2 separate regions of the Mus musculus genome follow, and region 2 is linked to region 1. The links are chromatin contacts, called in public Hi-C maps. All regions are on one chromosome and are shown on one strand. Each heading gives the region's core, a stretch centred on a gene start, on an enhancer-like site or on the middle of the called end of the contact. The rest is flanking DNA. Distances are from core to core; before and after follow the strand shown. Region 1 overlaps Fam3c (family with sequence similarity 3, member C). Region 2 has its middle 82 kb from the start of Gm38773.

The links. A called contact is a pair of places that touch in the nucleus more often than the background predicts.
Region 2: a contact with region 1 is called in a Hi-C map of the G1E-ER4 cell line, with 2.3 times the contacts expected there. The contact joins two enhancer-like sites. A contact is called at or near these places in 1 of 15 datasets of contacts at CTCF or cohesin (the G1E-ER4 cell line), 28 of 484 Hi-C or Micro-C datasets (8-cell embryo, the C2C12 cell line, ECoMG-derived neutrophils and 18 more), 9 of 115 datasets of contacts at active chromatin or transcription factors (the 230-238 cell line, embryonic basal ganglia, embryonic stem cells and 4 more) and 4 of 9 other capture datasets (adipose tissue, embryonic stem cells, liver and 1 more).

What each region holds. Positions count from the first base shown.
Region 1 is chr6:22,337,964-22,342,126 of GRCm38.p6, reverse strand. It overlaps Fam3c (family with sequence similarity 3, member C), which reads left to right. Exons shown (of 10, transcript NM_138587.4): 3 at 2,750-2,854. Among named protein-coding and RNA genes, the nearest start is that of Fam3c, 16 kb to the left of the region's middle. Within about 2 kb of position 2,191, at least 34 of the 459 cell types and tissues checked have an H3K27ac peak or open chromatin away from gene starts, as enhancers often do. A contact at or near this core is called in the G1E-ER4 cell line, where this site is marked.
Region 2 is chr6:22,472,327-22,476,489 of GRCm38.p6, reverse strand. No RefSeq gene overlaps it. Among named protein-coding and RNA genes, the nearest start is that of Gm38773, 82 kb to the right of the region's middle. Within about 2 kb of position 1,924, at least 54 of the 459 cell types and tissues checked have an H3K27ac peak or open chromatin away from gene starts, as enhancers often do. A contact at or near this core is called in the G1E-ER4 cell line, where this site is marked.

The sequences.
Region 1 (4,163 bases), core at 942-3,441:
TGTGAAGTTACGGAGTATCAATTCTAAGTAGTTATCCACTTGTGGGGTAGGGAGACTCCAGAAACAAGAGCTTGTTTGTGTTCTAAAAAACAATGCCACACTCTTGCTGTGTTTGCTCCGCATTTTGTTTCTGTTTGTTTTTAGGTTCCTTTTAAATACCCTGTTCAAGTGTGATGTCCAGAGCCACTTCTTGTTTTGCACATAGTTCTAAATGCACTCAGTTAAGCTAACTTCATCAGCTAGTTCTTGTGTTTGTACTTTTTTTGGCCTAGGTCTGGGGGCCTTTGATAGGCTATCAGGACAGTTAGTTAGGAGTTCACTGCTGTGAACTAATTAATATCTTCTAAGTGAAAATTCTTTCTGGTTGCGTTGAGATGCTCATATAGCCTGAGATGTAATGATCTTTGGTTTATAAATGTGGGGACAGACTCAAAGCAGTGCTATCAGTGGCTGGAAGGAAGACAGAACGACACACTGAGTCAGGAATGGGAGTTATGGTTGTGATATCTTAAGCCCAATCTAAGGCCAGCATTGAATGTTGGGACCAACCCTAGAGACTATTTTGTAGCATGCTCCTGGAGTCTACCACTGTAGAAACTGTGGGTGTCTCTGCTTACTTTTCTATGTCTTGAAGCATCTCTTTCTTGTTCCAGACCAGTGTGAGGGAACCGGTCCTGCCCTACTCAGTGCTGGGGCTGGAGAGATGGCTAGGAGCATTTGATGCTCTTGCTGCAGAGGAACAAGGTTCCGTTCCCAGCACCCACACAGTGACTCTGAACCGTCTGTAACTAGTTCAGGGAATCTGACGCCTTCTTCTGACTTCCACTGGCACCAGGAATACACATTCACATGTGTACATGCAGGCAGAAACACTGATGTGTAAAGTAAGATAGGGAAATCTTAAAAATGAAACCACCCCCATTAATGTGACCCTGAGCAAGTTCGTCCTTGAACAGTGCAAGTTTCACCCATCTGCTGAAGAGAGACAGTGAGGGCTTCTCCTCTGTTATAAATGCCCGTGACTGCTAGAAAATAAGGTACAAGCCTAGCATGCTCTATTCATAGCTAGACGGGAGGGGATGCTAGAAAACTCTCTGTACCTTCCTCCCAGTTTGGTTGTGAATCTAAAACTGCTCTAAAAGAACACGTGACCTAGCATGTGCTCACCTTCACCTAGCATCTGTCAACTCCACGCCCGCCTTACTTGGCAAAAACTGTGTGTGCCGCCTGCCGTAGTCATTCGTCTGCCGTAGTCATTCGTCTGCCGTAGTCATTCGTCTGCCGTAGTCATTCGTCTGTTGAGCATATATGTGTTGAGAGCATGCTTTTGATGAGAAGGCAGGCCAAACCAAATGGAGTTTTGCTTGCTCATATATGAAACTATAGGCAGCTAGTAGGTGCTCTAAAAGGCAGGAAGCAGACTTTGGAGGGAGAATTGAGGTGGAGGAGAGAAGGATTAAGCAGGTGGTGAACCTACTCAGTGCCTCGTTATTCCTGAATTCATAGATTTTTTTTAAGGCCTTGGGTTTTTTTTTTTCTAATTTATTTATTTATTTATTTATTTATTTATTTATTTATTTAGAGCAGTTTTAGATTCACAACCAAATTAGGAGGCAGGTACTGAGATTTTTTTTCTAGTATCGCCTCACGTAGCTATGAATAGAGCATCTCTAAATAGTCCTGAGGAGGCTCTGGATGGGTGGCCTTTCCAAACGTCTTCGGTTCCTTCCTGCTCCTCCCCTCCTAGAATACAGACCATTCTTTTGGGTAGTCTTAGGGGATTTCTTCATCTCTGGGATTTTTTTTTTTCTCTTTAAGGTTAGATAACTGCAGACTTCATCTACCTCTTTCGCATCAATAGAGGTTAAACCTGAAAGATCAATATGAGCAACCGATTGGGATTGGTTAAGACACGAATAAATTGAAACTGTTTCTGAATAAACAGGCCCTGTCTCTGAAGTCCAGAGGTTGAGAGGGAAGCCCCACCCTTTTTACTTTGCACTTTGTGATTTGCTCCATCGTGGTTCCTAGGAGTAAGAGATGATTCATAGTAAGCAGACGTGGCAGGGGTGGTTATTATAAGGTAGTCTGACGCCCTAAAGATACAAAGTCAAAAGCTAGGAGCAGGCGCTCCTAGAGCTTATCACACAGCCAATGACTGTGATATCCAAGCCTGTCCTCCAGGCCACAAGTCCTGTGTTGACCTAAGTATTAAGCAAGAGGGGGAAGGTAGTGTTTGCGGTTTCTCGTGGGGTTAGGTAGCTCTCTGGTTGGTGATAGGACAGTAAGCTTGCTACATGTCACGTCCAACTCTTTACTTCCTGTGTGTCCTGGCCGTGGTATCTCCAGAAAGGTTTTGTATCATCCCTGGAGAGCATTGCTCTTTAGGGATTGGAAGGGATTAGTAGTCCTGTAGACTTGGCAGTGTTCTATTCACCAGGACTCCTGTAGTAAGCCAGCTGCTGCTGATGGTAGATAACTCCCTATCCCCCACGCCCCTCGCGCACCGCCCCAAATCCCCCTAGACAGGCGTCTCAGGTCTTCCATCTGGGAGTTGATTGGGAAAAAATCCCTTGACTTGGTGGGTATCAGTAGAGTCGTTGTAACCCCAGTATCATTAAGATCTAGGGGATGACAATATAGAAGTGTATTCGCCTTCATGCTTTTGCCAGAATGGAGTATCTGTGTAGCAGAAGTGATGTTCGTTGGCTTATAAAACCATGCTGAGTTGCTTCTGCCTTTTTTCCAGGAGCTGCAAAGTTGGTAGTGGCCGTGGCAGTATTCTTACTGACCTTCTATGTTATTTCTCAAGTATTTGAAATTAAAATGGATGCAAGTTTAGGAAATCTATTTGGTAAGTTTCACACCCTTCAGTACTTTATTCCTTTTATTGTTTGCTATTTTATTTTAGTACAGACTTTATGCTTTTTGTAAAAATAAAAGTTCTTTGACAATTTCATACATGTGTAAAATGTTTGGATTGTGAATGCCCGCATTGCGTTGTTATTCCCTTCCTACGCCTGGTCCCCATCCAGTCCACACCCTCCTAGTTTCATGTCCTAGTTTTTTGCAGCCTCTTCTGTTTAGCGTTGCTCATGCGAGCATGACTTTGGCTTGTTTACTGGAGCACGGGCACCTAGCCCATGGCTACACCACTGAAGACAATGGTTCTCCCTCCTACGATAGCAGTGATGATGTTCCAGTGACTTCTCAGGGACGAGTAGGGTAGTATCTCACAGTTTCCGCCCCACCCGTGACTGAATGTTGTATGTCTGGTCTTCTGTAGGCAAACACGGCTGATGTGATTTCCTGAGTGCTGCAGCCATGCTATGTCTCGGACACAGCACTTTTCAGCTTCCCACCCCTTTAAATTCTCTCTGCCTTCTCTTCTCCAAGGTTGCCTGAGCTTTCAGGGAGGACGGTACAGGTGTCCTGTATAGGGTTGGGTCTCAACAGTCATAATCTTGTAGCATGTTGACTAGTTATGAGTTTCTTAAGTTAGCTGTCACCTACTGTAGAACAACTTCATTCTTTAAAAACAATTTATTTTATTATTTTATGTGTGTGGGCAAGTTTTTTTTTTTTTTTGGCCTGCATGCATGTCTGTGCACCATATACATGCCTGGTGCCATAAGAGGCCAGAAGACGGCATCAAATCCCCTAGAACTTGAGTTAGAGGCAGTTGTGAGCTGATGTGTGGGTGCTGGGAATAGAACTTGGGTAATCTGGAATTGCAGTTAGTTCTTTTAAGTGCTGACCTACCTTCCAGCCCCAGAATCTTATTTTTTAAATTACTTAACTAACTAACTACTTTATATCTTGATCAACTTTCTCTTCTCTCAGTTCTTTCCCTCCCTCCCCCATCCACTCCTCCACTTTTTCTTTTCAAAAAAGAAGGGGAGACCTTCCACAGACATCAAACAGCCTTTGCAGATCAAGTCTCAGTGAGACCAGGAGCAACTTCTTCTATTGAGGCTAGATGAGGCAGCCCAATACGGGGAAAGGGTCCCAAAGGCAGGGTACAGCCCCTGCTTCAGCTGTCAGGGGTCCCAGATGAAGACTAAGTTACCCAACAATTACATAGGTGTAGAGGGCCTAGGTCAGTCCTGTGCATGCTCGTTGGTTGGCTGTTCAGTCCCTGTGAGCCTCTACAAGCTGAGGTT
Region 2 (4,163 bases), core at 675-3,174, 130 kb before region 1:
AGTCCACACTCTCACCTGCGCAGACTAGTCTCAGAGGGATCCCAGAACCAAGATGGCGCCCCCAGGTGCTCTGGCAAAGCCCTCCTGGACACCTCTCCTCTGGCAGGGAAGTTGTCCAGATGTCTGGAGCCCGAATCAGGGTCTGCCTCAGATGCTGTCCTCTAGGGGATCTTGGGAGTGTCCGCTGACTCTGCGCCCCAGGTGCCCGGTGCTGGCACAGGAAGGGATTTGTGACCCTGGTCAGTCTGGCTTTTCTGCTTCCCTAATGTTGTCTCAGGTCCCACGAGATTGGATTGGAACAGAAGTTGTGTTCTACTCACCGATCGCGTGGAGAGTCCTCTAGGGGACCTTGGGGGTGTCCGCCAACTCTGTGCCCAAGGTGACCCAGTGCTGGCGCCGACCGGATGGGATTTGTGAGCGGGGAATTCCCTTCTACTAACCCTTTCTTGAAACCACAACCCACCTATTTCCTAGGCCATTGTTTATTCCTGTGTGTGGATGTGACTCGGCTATCATTCTAAGCAATTACTATGTAGACTAGCCCTGAGCTTTCTAGCTTTTATTCAAGTAAATTGTAATGCCTGATTATTTTCACTGTCTCTACTAGAGGTAAATTTGAATGTTACTGAATAGGTAACATTTTTAATGAATTCCAAGCTCAGGGTCAGCTTCAGGAACTTCCCAGACATTGGAACACTGGTGGAGGCTTAATCACTTAGCTATATGTCAAAATCAATCCTAAAAGGCACTTATAATAAAACAATACTGAAACAGAGCACACGGTCCATACATCAGACTAACTCGGGGACAGGTTTTGAGTATATGTGCTATTGGGATGCTAAGGTTCCAGGAGTTTAAGTTTCCGTGAAACTCTGCCTCAGGACTGCTTCCAGGTTTCTAGGCCTGTCACACGAGTCACTACTGGAGTGGATGTAGCTAGAGGACATGTGGTATGACCTGGTAATGGAAGACCCCCACATACGTGAACTGGCTGTGATTGGGTCTCTTCCCTCTAGTTATTGGTTACTTCTACAGTTGTATGTGTGACAAGCCATTATTCATAAATGAAAATATATTTGTGCATTTTTTGGAGCTTCAGATTTTTTTTTAATTTTTCTATTACGTATTTCCCCAATTACATTTCCAATGCTAGCCCAAAAGTCCCCCATGCCCTCCCTCCCTCCCCTATTTGTGCATTTTTTAAAAGACAATTGAACAGAATATATAAAAGGAATACACTGGTTGCATCTCTTTGCTTGTCTCTGTCCATTTCTTCTAGAGAGTCTACTCCAGCCACAGTCCTTGGAATGGGAGCAATGTGTAGCCGCTAACCTGGTCAGCTATTAACAACGTTGTCCATGCTCTTAAAAGTGTGCTCACTCTGTACTCAGAACATGTCCTTCACCTCTGCATCCTCCAGCATCCCTCCATCCTGGAAGCAGACTTGGTCAGAAAACCTACCTGAGGGGATGCTAGCTTATACATTGACTGGTTGGCCCCAATCAAGACATTTCCTTTTGAAAAAGCAAGTTGCATCACACAAGCCAGGGAGGAGGGCAGCGATAGTCCCTGTTTTGGAATGTCTGTGGGGGGTCATGACTATGTTTTCCATGTTCAGAATGAGTCAGAGGAAGAGGTATAAGAGAGTCTGGGGAAGTAGGGAGCCGCATGCAGAAATTGTAAAGCCTTGTGAGAGTTTGCCCTGATAGCTAAAGCTTCTCACTTCCCCTTTTCATATCAGAGCCAGCCAGCCAGATCTTGTCTCCCTGCCTACAGACTGGAAATATCTCAGGAGGGTTCTCTAAGACTTCCAGGAATCTCTTATCTCGCTTCTTTTACGGTGGCTACTTTGAAAGTACCCCTTTCCCTTACAAACCAAAACATACTGAAGCACCCAACATGTCACAGCTGTAAGACCACCACTTTGGAAACTGAGACAAGCTAGCTGAGAGCTTGAGTGTAGCTTTGGCTACAGTCTGAGTTCTAGGTTAACAGATGCTACAAAGTGAGACCCTATCTCAAAATCAAACCAAATGAATATCGCAACAAAACACAGTAAAAAAAAAAAAAAAAGAAGAAGAAGAAGAAAGCTGCTGGCTAAGCATGGGCCAAGGTATCCAGAAAAGTTCTATCCAATATGGTGTTTTTGCTTTCTGAGCTGTGTGGAGATACTGTGTTCTAGTCATCTTGTGTTCAGGGGACTCTGGTTGTTCTCCTTTTTCTGTACAGAAGTAGGAAGTGTGATTATAACCCTCAGCTGCCTTCTAACACCTTCCAAGAAATTACCCATGGTATGTTTTAGCTCCAAGATGGGAAGATTTCTCAATCATGATCCAAACTGTCTGTAACAAGTTTTAACACAAACTATAAATAACTGAAGCGGGCCATCTGCTTCCCATCTTTTTATATAATGAAAAAACGAGGGCAAATGCTGCTTGACACCATCTACTTGAAGTTGTCTGTTGCCCACTGAAGCCAGGGCAAACATTTTCTTCACTCTTACCCTGAACTCACCCGTGTGAGCACTGCTTTCCCACATGAGTATATGTGTTCTTCATGGGTAAATGGGATTCAGTGTAAGAACTGCTTTGATGAAATCATGTATCTTTGCTAATGGATGTTCGTGTCAGCCACGATTTTCTTTTCCTGTTATGATCCTCCATCTTTGTACCTACAGATGGGATACAATAATAGAAGTTCCTTTTCATGAACAATTTATCTTTTGAAGAGTTTCACTGTGTAGGAAATAGACATATATTTTCTTATGTTAACCGATTTATAATTTGCTGATTAGATTCCCAGACCCAACCATTGAATTTTATTATTTTATTATTATTATTACTATTACTATTATCCCTTCTCTTCTGCTATCCATCTTCTAATTCTTAATTCCTCTTCTTTGCTGGCAAGGAGTAAGGTCTTAAAAGTTCAGATGAAATGAGCTAAGGCAGGGGACAAGTAAAAGACAGCTATGGGGCTGGAGAGATGGCTCATCCATTAAAGGCTGGGCTTACAAACAAAAATATGAGACAGCTGTGTTTACATGGCATAGCTACATATCTGGAGGGCAGAATTGAGATGGCCAGAAAGAAAAGTGGGACAGCTATAGGAGAACCCTTAAAACAGGGTTTGAAGTGCATCTTATAGGAGACTGTGAGGTTGGCTCATGCAAGCCTAAGTTGGCCTTTTCTATGCCACAGAACCTGACATACTGTCTCACTGCTATGATATTTTCCTACACTTCTGCCCTGTGTGGAGTCTAATTCAGTCATCGCACCCCATCCTACCCTATGCAAGGCAGCTGAATGATAATGGTGCACGCCTTTAATCCCAGCACTCAGGTGGCAGAGGCAGGTGGATCTCTAAGTTTGAGGCCAGCCTGGTCTGCAGAGGGAGTTCTAAGACAGCCAAAGCTACACAGAGAAATCTTGTCTCAGAAAAAAAAAAAATTACTTGCTAGAAGAAATAGTCAGTTTTCCACAATATATATATTAGCTTCAAATTTACAATGCAAATACTATCATGGCAATACTGCCTTCCTTAAGCATACCTCAATGCTCCTCTGTAGCTCTTTTCAAAAAGTATAACCTGCTAGGGCTATAGAATTAAATTCCTGCATCCTGTAGTGCTGGTGACTGAATACAGAACTTCCGTTTCTCATCCTAAAGTTATTCTTTTTTTTTTTAAAGATTTATTTATTTATTATATGTAAGTACACTGTAGCTGTCTTCAGACACTCCAGAAGAGGAAGTCAGATCTCATTACAGATGGTTGTGAGCCACCATGTGGTTGCTGGGATTTGAACTCTGGACCTTCGGAAGAGCAGTCGGGTGCTCTTACCCACTGAGCCATCTCACCAGCCCCCCCTAAAGTTATTCTTAAAGGCACTTAGAATTATGGTGCTACCAACAGATTCCCTGCTTTGTGTATTTCTGTTTACTGGAAATATGTAAGGATCAAAGAAAAGGTTCTTAACAATATGAACTAGCCAGTACCCCCGGAGCTCGTGTCTCTAGCTGCATATGTAGCAGAAGATGGCCTAGTCGGCCATCACTGGGAAAAGTGGCCCCTTGGTCTTGCAAACTTTATTTGCCCCAGTACAGGGGAATGCCAGGGCCAAGAAGTGGGAGTGAGTGGGTAGGGGAGCAGGGCAGGGGGAGGGT